Linked DNA regions of Sus scrofa: region 1 is linked to region 2. The links are chromatin contacts, called in public Hi-C maps. All regions are on one chromosome and are shown on one strand. The core of a region is the stretch at or near the end of the contact, and the rest is flanking DNA. Distances in the headings are between cores, read along the strand shown. Region 1 holds the start of PPP1R1B (protein phosphatase 1 regulatory subunit 1B). Region 2 holds the start of GRB7 (growth factor receptor-bound protein 7).

Evidence for each region. Hi-C and Micro-C count contacts between places; a contact is called where the count stands out from the background.
Region 1: a Hi-C map of skeletal muscle shows a contact between it and region 2, with 3 times the contacts expected there. The contact joins the promoter of PPP1R1B here to the promoter of GRB7 in region 2. A contact is called at or near these places in 2 of 5 promoter capture datasets (fetal skeletal muscle and liver), 5 of 47 Hi-C or Micro-C datasets (blood, heart right ventricle and skeletal muscle) and 1 of 2 datasets of contacts at active chromatin or transcription factors (skeletal muscle).

Annotation. Positions count from the first base shown.
Region 1 is chr12:22,688,543-22,693,594 of Sscrofa11.1, forward strand. PPP1R1B (protein phosphatase 1 regulatory subunit 1B) reads right to left here and starts at 2,436. Exons shown (of 6, transcript XM_021067047.1): 1 at 1,868-2,436; 2 at 227-287. The coding sequence starts at 1,948.
Region 2 is chr12:22,579,677-22,584,714 of Sscrofa11.1, forward strand. GRB7 (growth factor receptor-bound protein 7) reads right to left here and starts at 3,710. Exons shown (of 15, transcript XM_021067040.1): 1 at 3,514-3,710.

The sequences.
Region 1 (5,052 bases), core at 1,186-3,685, 110 kb after region 2:
GAAAGAATCCAAATTACTTTCCCCAATGGTTCAACCTCCATGCCCTTTCCTTCCTGGTGTTGGGAGGCGCCTGGTCAATAAACGAAACTGGTGGAGCTGGGCTCCCAGACCTTACCCATCCCCCTATCTTCTGCTCAGTCTCTTACACATAGGACTTTGGCAGGGGCCCCAAGAAGCCATCAGAGTTAGGGTTGGGCCGGGACTAGGGGACAGAGAAGGGGCCCACCTGGAGAGGAGTGCTCTGAGAGCCGGAACAGCATGGCAGGGGTTGGTCTTCTGCGCCGGATCTAAGGAGATGGAGAAAGAGAAGGGAAGGAGAGGCGGACAGACACCTGCAGCCCACTCCCTAGCCCTCCCCGGCCCCCCCCCCCCGGGGAAGCAGGGGACAGTGCTTTGGAGTCCCCAGGCAACCTTTGCATCAAAGGCTGTCAGAGCTGAAAGGAACCCCATGGCTCACCCAACCCCCTCCTTTGACCGAGGTGAAAATCCTAGGCTCAGAAACTGTTCAGCAAAGAGCTCAAGGCCACACAGCACACCAAGGCAGAGAAGGAACAAGAACAACCCATCACTGGCTTCCAGCCGATGCCCATCCCACTCCGTGACTACTCCAGGGTCCTTCCCCTCCCAAGGTCCTTCTTCTCCTGTTTTTGAAGACATCAGACCTCAGGAGCCATGACACCCATGTGGCCCTGCCCACCTAAGGTCAAGGCAAGGGCTCCAGAGAAACTGGATCCAGGCACAAAGGGAGGCTGAGCCCAGCACTGCAGGCACCTCCAACCTCCCACAGAGGCTCAGGTGTGGACCTGAGCCCCATGTCCACAGGGGCCCCAAGGGTGGTCTTTGGGGACCTGGGTCTGGGCCCCTCTGGCAGTATTTCTCAGGGTGCAGAACTCTGCCCTGTCCTCATAAAAAACAAAAAGTTTGGTACATGAACCAAGCTGAAGAGTGGGGGGGGGGACTGAGCTCTCACAGTCACTCCCCCCCTTCCCCCCAGCTTGGCAATCAGACCAACTGTCAGTTAATTAGGTCCCCTCTGAGCTCCAGGGAAATGCACAAAGAGAACCAGGTGAATTAAGCTGAAACCGCCACCCCTCCACCCCCAGCCAAGCTCCCAGCACTGCCCTCCAGTCGGAAAGTTGCTTTCGGGAGGGACCCAGCCGGGCTCTCCATGGCCCCCTCTACCCTCCCCCAAATGACTTGGCCCCACTCTCACTGCTCTGTTGGGTGGCAGCGGCATCTCAGCAACAGGTGAACGGCTAGATTTGGGTTGGGGGGGGTGGAACCCTCTTCTCTCCCTCCATCACCCCCCACCCCCGCCCTGGAGGCCTCCCATGCCCAGCAAGGCTGTCGGGAGTGGCGAGGAGTTCTGGCCTCCGGGAAGTCTGGTCACCATCCCCCCTCCCCATGTCGTGGCTCTTCTCCTGCCTGCCAGGAGGTCCTAGAGATGACGGCAAGGCTCTGGAGACCCCAGCCCCCAGCCCCGAGCCCAGGCATGCAGGGTGGGACTAGAGAGCCGGCCAGAGAGGGGCGAGGGCAGCCGCGGAGCGGCTCCGTGTAGTGGGTCATTGGACCACGTTTCTCACATCTGACGGCACCAGTGGTCCTCCTAGTGGGAGTCTCGGGAAGGAGGACACTGTGCGGGGTCCGGAGGACAGTCCTCCCTCCCGGGATGAGGACAGGGGCCCCGGGCAAAAGTTTCTGGCGAACTTCACGCAGCACCGCCCGGCGCCCCCGCCACGTCGGACGCGGGCCTGGGACTCCTTCGCCCGGGTCCCCCAGGCCGGTTCTGAGCCCGGGGAGCAGAGAGAGGAGCCCGGGTGTTGGAAGGGAGGGGGGCGCTGCCGGGAGTGGGGAGCTGCCCCCTTACCATCTCCACCTGGCGGGGGTCGAGCTGGCTGGGGGGCGCGGGCACGGAGAACTGGATCTTCTTGCGGTCCTTGGGGTCCATGGCCGGCGGGTGGTCGGCGGGCGGGGCGCGCGCCGCGGGGTCCGGGGCTGCGATCCCGGCTCGGCTCCCCCGCGCTGCTCCGGGCGGCTCGGCGACAGCGGGCTGAGAGCGGCGGGGAGGAGGAGGAGGGCGGTTCACGCACAGATAAAAATACCGCGCCGGCTCGGGGCGGGCGCGGGCGGGGGCGGGGGCGGGGGCGGCCGCCCGCTCGCCTGCCCCGCGGGGCTCCGGGCGTCCCGGCTCGGGGCTCCGGGGCTCGCCGGTGCCTCGGTCCCCTGGCGCCGGCACCCCGGGCTCCCCGGCTCGCGGGTCTGGTCTCTGCCTCTGCTCTCCTCCCCTCGATCTCTCTCAGGGTCTCTCTCCGCCCTGCCTCGGTCCCCCTCGCTCCCTCTCCGCGTGTCTCTGACTCTGCCTCTCTCCGCCTCTCCGAGTCTCCCCCTCCGGCCCCAGCCTTGGGGTCCCCAGCCCGTCCCCTCGGCCTGGGACTGGCGCCCGGGTGCTTGGTGGGAGGGCTCAGGAGAAAGTGGCCAATGAGCACGGAGAAGCGTGTTCTCCGCGGGTGAGGGTGGGGATTGTGAGCCAGGACCCGGGGGAGCGGGCTGGGGGCCCCCTGCGGTCTCCCCAGAACTTGAAGCTGCATTATTGATGGAGTCCAGCCGGGAGGATCAGGGGGGGAGGCCGAGGGGAGCGGGGCAGCGGGGACACGGGACTCTGGCTTTAACCCCTTCCTGGCCTGGGTACTTGGAGTTTCACGGCGAGGCCTGCGAGGCCGTGAAGAGAATACCACCAGCGTGTCACGCTGTGAATGGGGGTGTCCTAGAAATCGAGTGAGCGTGAAAGAGCGGGTTGTGCGTGGGAGGACACGTGTCAGTCACCATGGCAGAGAGTTTGTGAGAGTGAGTGCCAGGGGCCCTGTGGTGCCTATACCTAGCGAGTTGGGGGGGGGGGTCGGTGTGGTGTGTGTGTGTCTAAGTGAGTAAGTGTGTCAGAGTGTCAAGGATGCGGGTGTGAGTGGCAGGCTGTGGGAAGACTGTGCGTGTGCGGGGGAGGGGGTGGAGTGGGGGTGGATGTCAGAGTCTGTCAAGGTGATGGGCAGGCTGTGCCAGCTTGCAGGGGGGTGGGGGGTACTGTACCCACAGCTCCAGCCTGTACAGTAGAGGGGGATGCGGTTGTGCTCCGGGGAGCTGTCCTGTCAGGGGTGGCGACTGTGTCCCTGCCTTGAGGTACACCCTGGAGTCACGTGTCTCCTGCCTTTTCTCTCCACATCTAAAGTGGGGGAGACAGAGCCAGCTCAGGAGGGCAGAGTTGGGGGTGGTGGGGGGCAGCCTGTAAGTACACGTGCCATCACACGTGTGAGTGCGATGCAGGAACAGAGCTGAGGGGAGAGGTGTTCATGTGTGTGTGTGTGTGTGTGTGTGTGCACGTGCTCATTTCTGAGGTGTGAGCCTCTGTCTGCAGAGGTGTTTGTGTGCATGTCTCTGAAGGGGGGAAAGGGGAGGAGATGGCCCTGGGTGTCTGAGGGGTGAGGGGCTGAAGGGTGAGTGCTGAGAGGGGGGTGTGTAGACGTGTACGTGTGTGTGTGTGTGTGTGTGTGTGTCTTCCTGGGGCTCTGTTTGTGTTGGCCCTCTTCCCTCCGGGTCACGCTCCGGCCTGGAACAGTCTGGAGTCCCCCTCCCCCACCCAGCAACTTTTCCACGCCCAGCCCCAGCGTGCTGGGTCCTTGGCAGAGGGAAAAGGAAGCAAGAGGCCAGAGGAGTCTTGTGAAAATGGGGTCAGGGGCACAAGGCAGGGCTCCAGGGTCAGCACCAAGTCTGGGAGGGAGGAGAGGGGGGCAGGAGGGCAGTGCTTTGCCCATGCGCCCTGGAAGCCCTGGTCACCCAGGGACACTCCCCCACCCCCCGGGGGCCTGGCTCCAGTCCTGCTGTGTGTGTTGACTTTTATGCTTGTCTGGAACGAGCCAGATGCCAGGTTGCTGGCCCAGGGGTGTGGGCATCTCTGGCAGCCCCTGGCTCGGCCCAGATGCCTCCTTCAGATGGCTTGTTGTGGGGTGTAACGGGTACCATGCCCAGTTTGGCAGTGCCTTGGGAGGGTTAAATGAGAAGGTCCTGAGACTGAGAAGGGGCACAGGGGAGTTCCCCTTGTGGCTCAGCGGTAACGAACCAGAGTGGTATCCATGAGGACGCGGGTTCAATCCCTGGCCCTGCTCAGTGGGTTAAGGATCCGACGTTGCTGTGAGCTGTGATGTAGGCCACAGACACGGCTCAGACCCCACATTGCTGGCTGTGGCGTAGGCCAGTGGCTACAGCTCTATTTCAAACCCCTAGCCTGGGAACCTCCATATACCTCGGGGACAGCCCTAAAAAGACAAAAGGGCGGGGTACAGGAAAGGCATGGCCTAGGCAGGAACCCAGCGGCCACTGGGCCAGTGTGAGGCTGAGGGGCCAGTGCCTGCTGTTACTGGGGATGGGGGGAGCTGGTTGGGATGAAGGGGACAGAGGACAGCTGGATGGGTAATGAGAGGACAAGGAGGCATGGCTCCCAGTGGAAACTCAGAGCCCATCCAAGCTGAGCAGACCTTAGGGACCACAGCAGCTGAGGCACCTTTGACCAGGAAGGGCTTGTTTATAGAGGTTCTGCCAAAAGGACTGGAGCTCTGGGCAGTCCTGAATCAGAAAAAGTTCGCTGGACTCAGGCTGGGGCAGCTGGGAAGGCAGCTAGACCTGGAAGATGGGGTCTTTGGGGATAGAAGGAGGGTCTTTGGGGATAGAATGGAGGGTCTTTGCCCTCTTCTCCCAGCCTTTGCCCAGGCACCCACAGCTCTGGCTGCTGAACCCTGGGCCAAGAGGGACAGGGGAACCTGGCTGACAGAGGTACAGACACAGGGACAGGACGGAGGAGGAAGGGAAGGAAAGATGGCAGAGACAGAAGATGAGAGAGAGAAAGGAGGGGGAGGTGGGAAAAACTGAAAAGAAAGGGAGAGAAAACACGTATGAGAGATGGAGAGACAAAAGGAGAAAGAGAAAGCCTCACGACAGAGAGAGGCAGGAGACAGAGATGGAGAGAGAGTAAAAATAGCTCAACATTAAGATAATTGCAGCTCACAG
Region 2 (5,038 bases), core at 2,460-4,959:
CTGTTGTGGCAACGCCTGCCCAAGCGCTGAGTGATGCACAGAAAAAGAGAAGGAGGAACCAGGAGGGCCAGAGGTGGCCTCAGTGGTGGTGGGAGGGAGAAGGCTAGCCTGGGGGCCTGGGCCCCAGCAGCCCCCAAACCTTGTGTGTCTTCCCGGGTTCCTCCTACCCCACTTTCTTGAGGCCTCCATGCCAGAGTTACTTCCTCCAAGAAGCCTTCCTGGCTTGTCCACATTCAGACCGAAGAGCTCCCTCTGGACCCTGGGCTGGGGCCTCTGCATCAATTACTGTGCACCTGTTGTATCCACCCGCTGGTCTCAAGATGCCCGGCCACCCCAGGCAAGGCCAGGGTCTTATCACTCGCACATGCTACAAGGCTCCCAGGACAAGCAAGGATATTAGAGATGGGCAAAGATGCCCCTTGGAGGGTAGAGAGGGATTGCAGCTCCCTCCTCCACAGGAACCAAACCCTTTTGGCTGGGCCGAGACCTGGGCAGACCTGGTAGAACTTCAGCCCCCTGCCTGCTTTCGGGATGCTAGACCAGTGGCCAAAGGGATCCCCCCAGCCCCCAGGATGAAGCAGGTCCCTGACTTTTAAGTGAGGGCATGAAGATTTTGGTGGGAGGGGGAGACAGGTGAGTCAGGGTGGGGCGGGACAGCACTGCCTGGGGCTCTCCATTCAACCTTGACTCATCCGCACAACTTCCTGGCTTAGGAGAAGCACAAACAACCCTGCCTCTACCCACCCCCTCCACTCCCGCCCCCAACATAGGCGCCTGGGAGGAATGGGGGAGGGCCGGGAACAGGATGGGGGAGGAGGATGCAGGGCCTGAGGCTCCTCTGACTTCATCTCTCCTCCCCACCTGCGGCACAGCTCCACTCCTCCAGTCCAGGTGGGACTGGCAATGGGACCTACTATGGGCTCCTGGCCACTAGCCCAGCCCAAGAGCCCCCTCACCCAGGAGGGAGAGAAAAAAGACCTGGCCCGGATTCAGAAGCCCATCTGAAATGGAGTTAACCTCTCCGGGGTGCCCCTCACTCTACATGCAGCAACATCCTCGCCTGTCTGGCCAGAGGTGTACTCAGGAGCAGGAGTGGAAAGTCAAGAACAGGAGTTTCCGTTGTGGTGTAGGGGAAAAGAATCCGACTAGTGTCCAGGAGGATGCGGGTTCGATCCCTGGCCTCACTCAGTGGGTAAAGGATCTGGCGTTGCTGTGAGCTGTGTTGTAGGTCAGGGCCCCGCCCCGGAGCTTGGATCCCTCTTTGCTGTGCCTGTGGTGTAGGCCGGCAGCTGCAGCTCCGATTTGACCCCTAGCCTGGGAACTTCCATATGCTGTGGGTGCGGCCCTAAAAAGCAAAAAAAAAAAAAAAAAAAAAAAAAAAGAAAGAAAGAAAGAAAAAAGAAAGTCAAGAACATACAAGAGGACTGACAGGCCGGCAGGGAGGGAGAGCAGGGTCCTGCCGGAAAGGGGACCCCACGCCCACCGGGCGCCCATCCACACCAAACACAGGGCCCCCTCCCACCCCCAGCCTCCTCTCTGGCAAACAGCCCTGGTGACTTTATTCCAGGGAGGACTAGGGGAGGGGCTGCAAGAGAGATGAGGTGGGAGTAGAACCGGGTCCTAGCCCTGGAGCCTGGGCAGCGCACCCCCCCACCCAGCCCCCTCCGCATCCACAAGACTCTCAAGCTTTCAAACTGGGTCCCTCGCTAAAGGCTCTGTTTAAACAACTAGCCTCGCAACTCCATCTGTCCCCTCAACACTGCGTCTCGCTCGTACCTGCGGCTTCCCCAGGAGCCTCTCCTGTCCCGGCGGCTCCAGCCCCACCCTCTTGCCCGCCCTCCCGGCCTCCTGCCTCCTTGTTTACTTCCTGAATCTGGCCCCACCTGGCTGGCCCCGAGGGCGGGTGGCAGGGCCCACAGTCTAGGGCCGGGAGAAAACAAGGCCACCTTCCGTGCCTCCCAGGTGGGGGGAGGGGCCGGAACAGCCGAAGCCTGAACCCCCGCCGGGAGGAGGCGGGAAGGCGCCCTCCAGGCCCAGGACCCCGCGCCCCCTCCCTGGAGCGGGGGGGAGGCCTTACCTGTCGGGGAGCTCTTAGGGCGAGGGCCCAGGTGAGGAGGCGGGAAACCCCTAGGTGACCCGGAGTTGGGGGGAGGGCCCGGGACCCTGAGGCCCCGCCCACTCCCTCACTAAGGGGAAAAAACACCCAATGGGAGTGAGGGGGGGCAGCTCTTTTAAAGTTTAATTTGGGAAGAATGCTAGAGTGTCTGCGAAGTTAATCATTACAGGCCGCTTGCCTTCACGGGGGGCCCCCCCAGCAGGAGAGCAGGGGGAGAGGGGAGAGCAGAGTCCAGGACGGGCAGACCAAGAGGGGGCAATCCCGAGGGACAGCGGGGTTGGAAGGACTGACGATGGCGGGCAGGTGCACTCTCCATCCCCGACCTGCCCGGGAGGCCCAGACTCGGACCCGGGTCTTTCCCCAGCCGCTTCAGACAAGGCACTCGCCCCCGCCCCAGGCACGCGCGCACACACTCCCCAGCACCCCCCACCACACACACACACACACGCACACGGCACTGCGGATCCCCCCGCATCTAACCCTCCAGTCTACCGAGACCACATCTTTCGGAAGCCAGGAGGGACCCCCCGCCTGCCCACCCCCACCGTCCCATCCGAGGGCATCCTTGTGGCCGAGTGGGGGCTACACTCCAGAGAGACGGCGTTCTGGCAGTTTAGGGAATCCTTGTCCCTTACTGCCCTCCAAATTGAGGGTGCCCCCGTGGCCCCCGCGGAGACGACTCTTTCATAAAGACTTGGGGGAACTCAAGCTGCGGTCAAATCAGACAGAGCAAGAGAGAGACTTGGGGCAGCTCCCTCGGTATCTGGACCCTCCCCTCTCAGCTCTCTTTCTGGGAATGTGGGGAGGGGCTAGTTTCAGCGGGAAAACCGCGTCTCCAGGAGGCGAGAATCTGTGATCTCGCTTCCCGGCCCCGTCAGCTGGTGAGTGTGCGTTTGGGATGGGGGCGACCTGGGTGCGGGGAGTTGCGGAGAGGGTCGGGAGGAGCCGGGAGGGCAGGAGATGAGAGTAGGGAAAGACTGAGGGCAGCTGGTGAGGAGGGGGCGGGATGGGAGGCTGGAGGAAAAGAGAAAGTGAGGCCGCCAGAGCAACCCAGCAGGAGGCCGAATCTTTTTCCATATGGACCCTGGGGCTCCCCACCCCCAAGATGAAGTGTCCGCTTTGGTCCTTACCTGGACCCTGGGCGTTGGTACACCGGGCTGGGGCCACCGATTTAAGGAGGAAGACGCCAAGCCCTTAACTACCTGTCCTCCTCCTGTCCCCGCCCTGGCCTGACATCACTGAGCGAGGAAGGGAAGGGGGAGCCAGGCAGACGCCTGGCCGCCCACCTGGGCAGCCAGCCAGCCAGCTCTTGGCCCTGAGACTGGCACAGCCTGGGGCCCTGGTGCGGCTAGAGGTGGGAGCAAGTTGTCTTCTGGGACGAATCTCCGTCCCCTTACCTGGAAGAGCCCCAGCAGGAGTCGCAGGACACAGGGGCTGAAGTCCGGCTCTGTCTAGGAACCTCAGGTACCTGGACTTGATTTCAAATCGGCTCCCTCTATTCTACAGGTGGTAGGAGGGTGTCCTGACTTTGGGCACAGAAGGAGGGGGAAGGCTGAGCCCTGTTGTCCAGGCACCTTGCCCAGGGAAACAAATTATCTTGGGCAGGTGGGGGCGGGGCACGGGGGAGGGGCGTGGGAGGAGGAAGCCCAGGAGGAGGGGCGGGGCCTCCCCAACACTACGCTGGCTGGGATTGTTTTTGTCCTTAGGCTGGCAGCAGGTGACTGGGGAGAGGCGATTGAACTGAACTGAGCAGCCCGAGAGCGAAGGTCCTCACCACCTGGGAGGGAGAGGCTGGGGGCTAGAAGGTCAGGGGAAAGGGCCCCGCCCACCCTTCCCAAACCTGGAATGTTCATTGGCCAATTTAGGGGGCTTGACTGCAGCTCTGGGGCCTACCCCCCTGGGGCAAAGGGCGACTCTTCGAAAGCCGGAGGCCAGCCAGAGGGGTGTCCAGCAACTTGGCCTGCCCCTTGACCTCCAGCCACAGTCTGGCCACCCAGCCTGCATCCTGGCCCCTCGGAGGCACCTGGGCTAAATCCTGTCTTCTGAGCAAAGTCCAGGGTCTCAGTCTCCTGAAATCCAAGGGGTTAGACGAGGTCCCCTGGTGAGAGGAGTGATTTGGGGAAAGCTCTGGCCAGGTGCTAGGGGACTCCCCTTGCGCTCTCCTTCAGCACTAGGCAAACACAACGGTGAAGAGCCCGCCTGAGAGGCTGAGATCAAAGACAGTAGCCACCTCCCAGCCCAAGCGGGTGACAGTTGGATAAACAAACAATTCATAGGGGTGATAAGAGGTCTGCCCCCCCCGGGGGGGGGCGTGGAGGAGTGGCTCCAGGCTCAACTTTCTCCAAACTGGGTTTTCCTTGGAAAAACCAGTATGAGAGGACTAAGCCAAGAAGTGAGGGAGGGGCGAGGTCACCTGGGCCACAGAAGCGTTTGTGCAAAGCGCAGTAGACCATTCACTCAGTCACTCCTTCATTCACTTGACTAATATTTGTTACGTACCTACTATATGCAAACCCCATGCTTGGCACTGGGGATACAACAAAATGACCTGCCCTTATCTTCATGCAGCTCCATCACAAAGACTTATGTTAATCAAAGAATACACAAATAATAAGAAATGGCACGAGACAACTACACTGGGAGAACAACTTACCTGGGAGGTTGGGAAAGACTTCTCCATGGAAGTGACCCTGGAGCAGGGGGGAAGTTGTCTTGGGGCAGGGGACAGAAGTGGATTGATGGATGGGAATGTCACCTTTCATGATGACAGAACAAGCGCCAAAGCCCTTGGCAAAAGGGGACAGAGCATCTAGAGGCAGAATGGGGGTGGAGAAGGAAGGACAGGAGGCCTTACAGGTGTGGCTGAGCAGGTATGGAAGGTGTGGCGAAAGGCTTTGTACACAGCTGTTTCTCAAAGTGTGG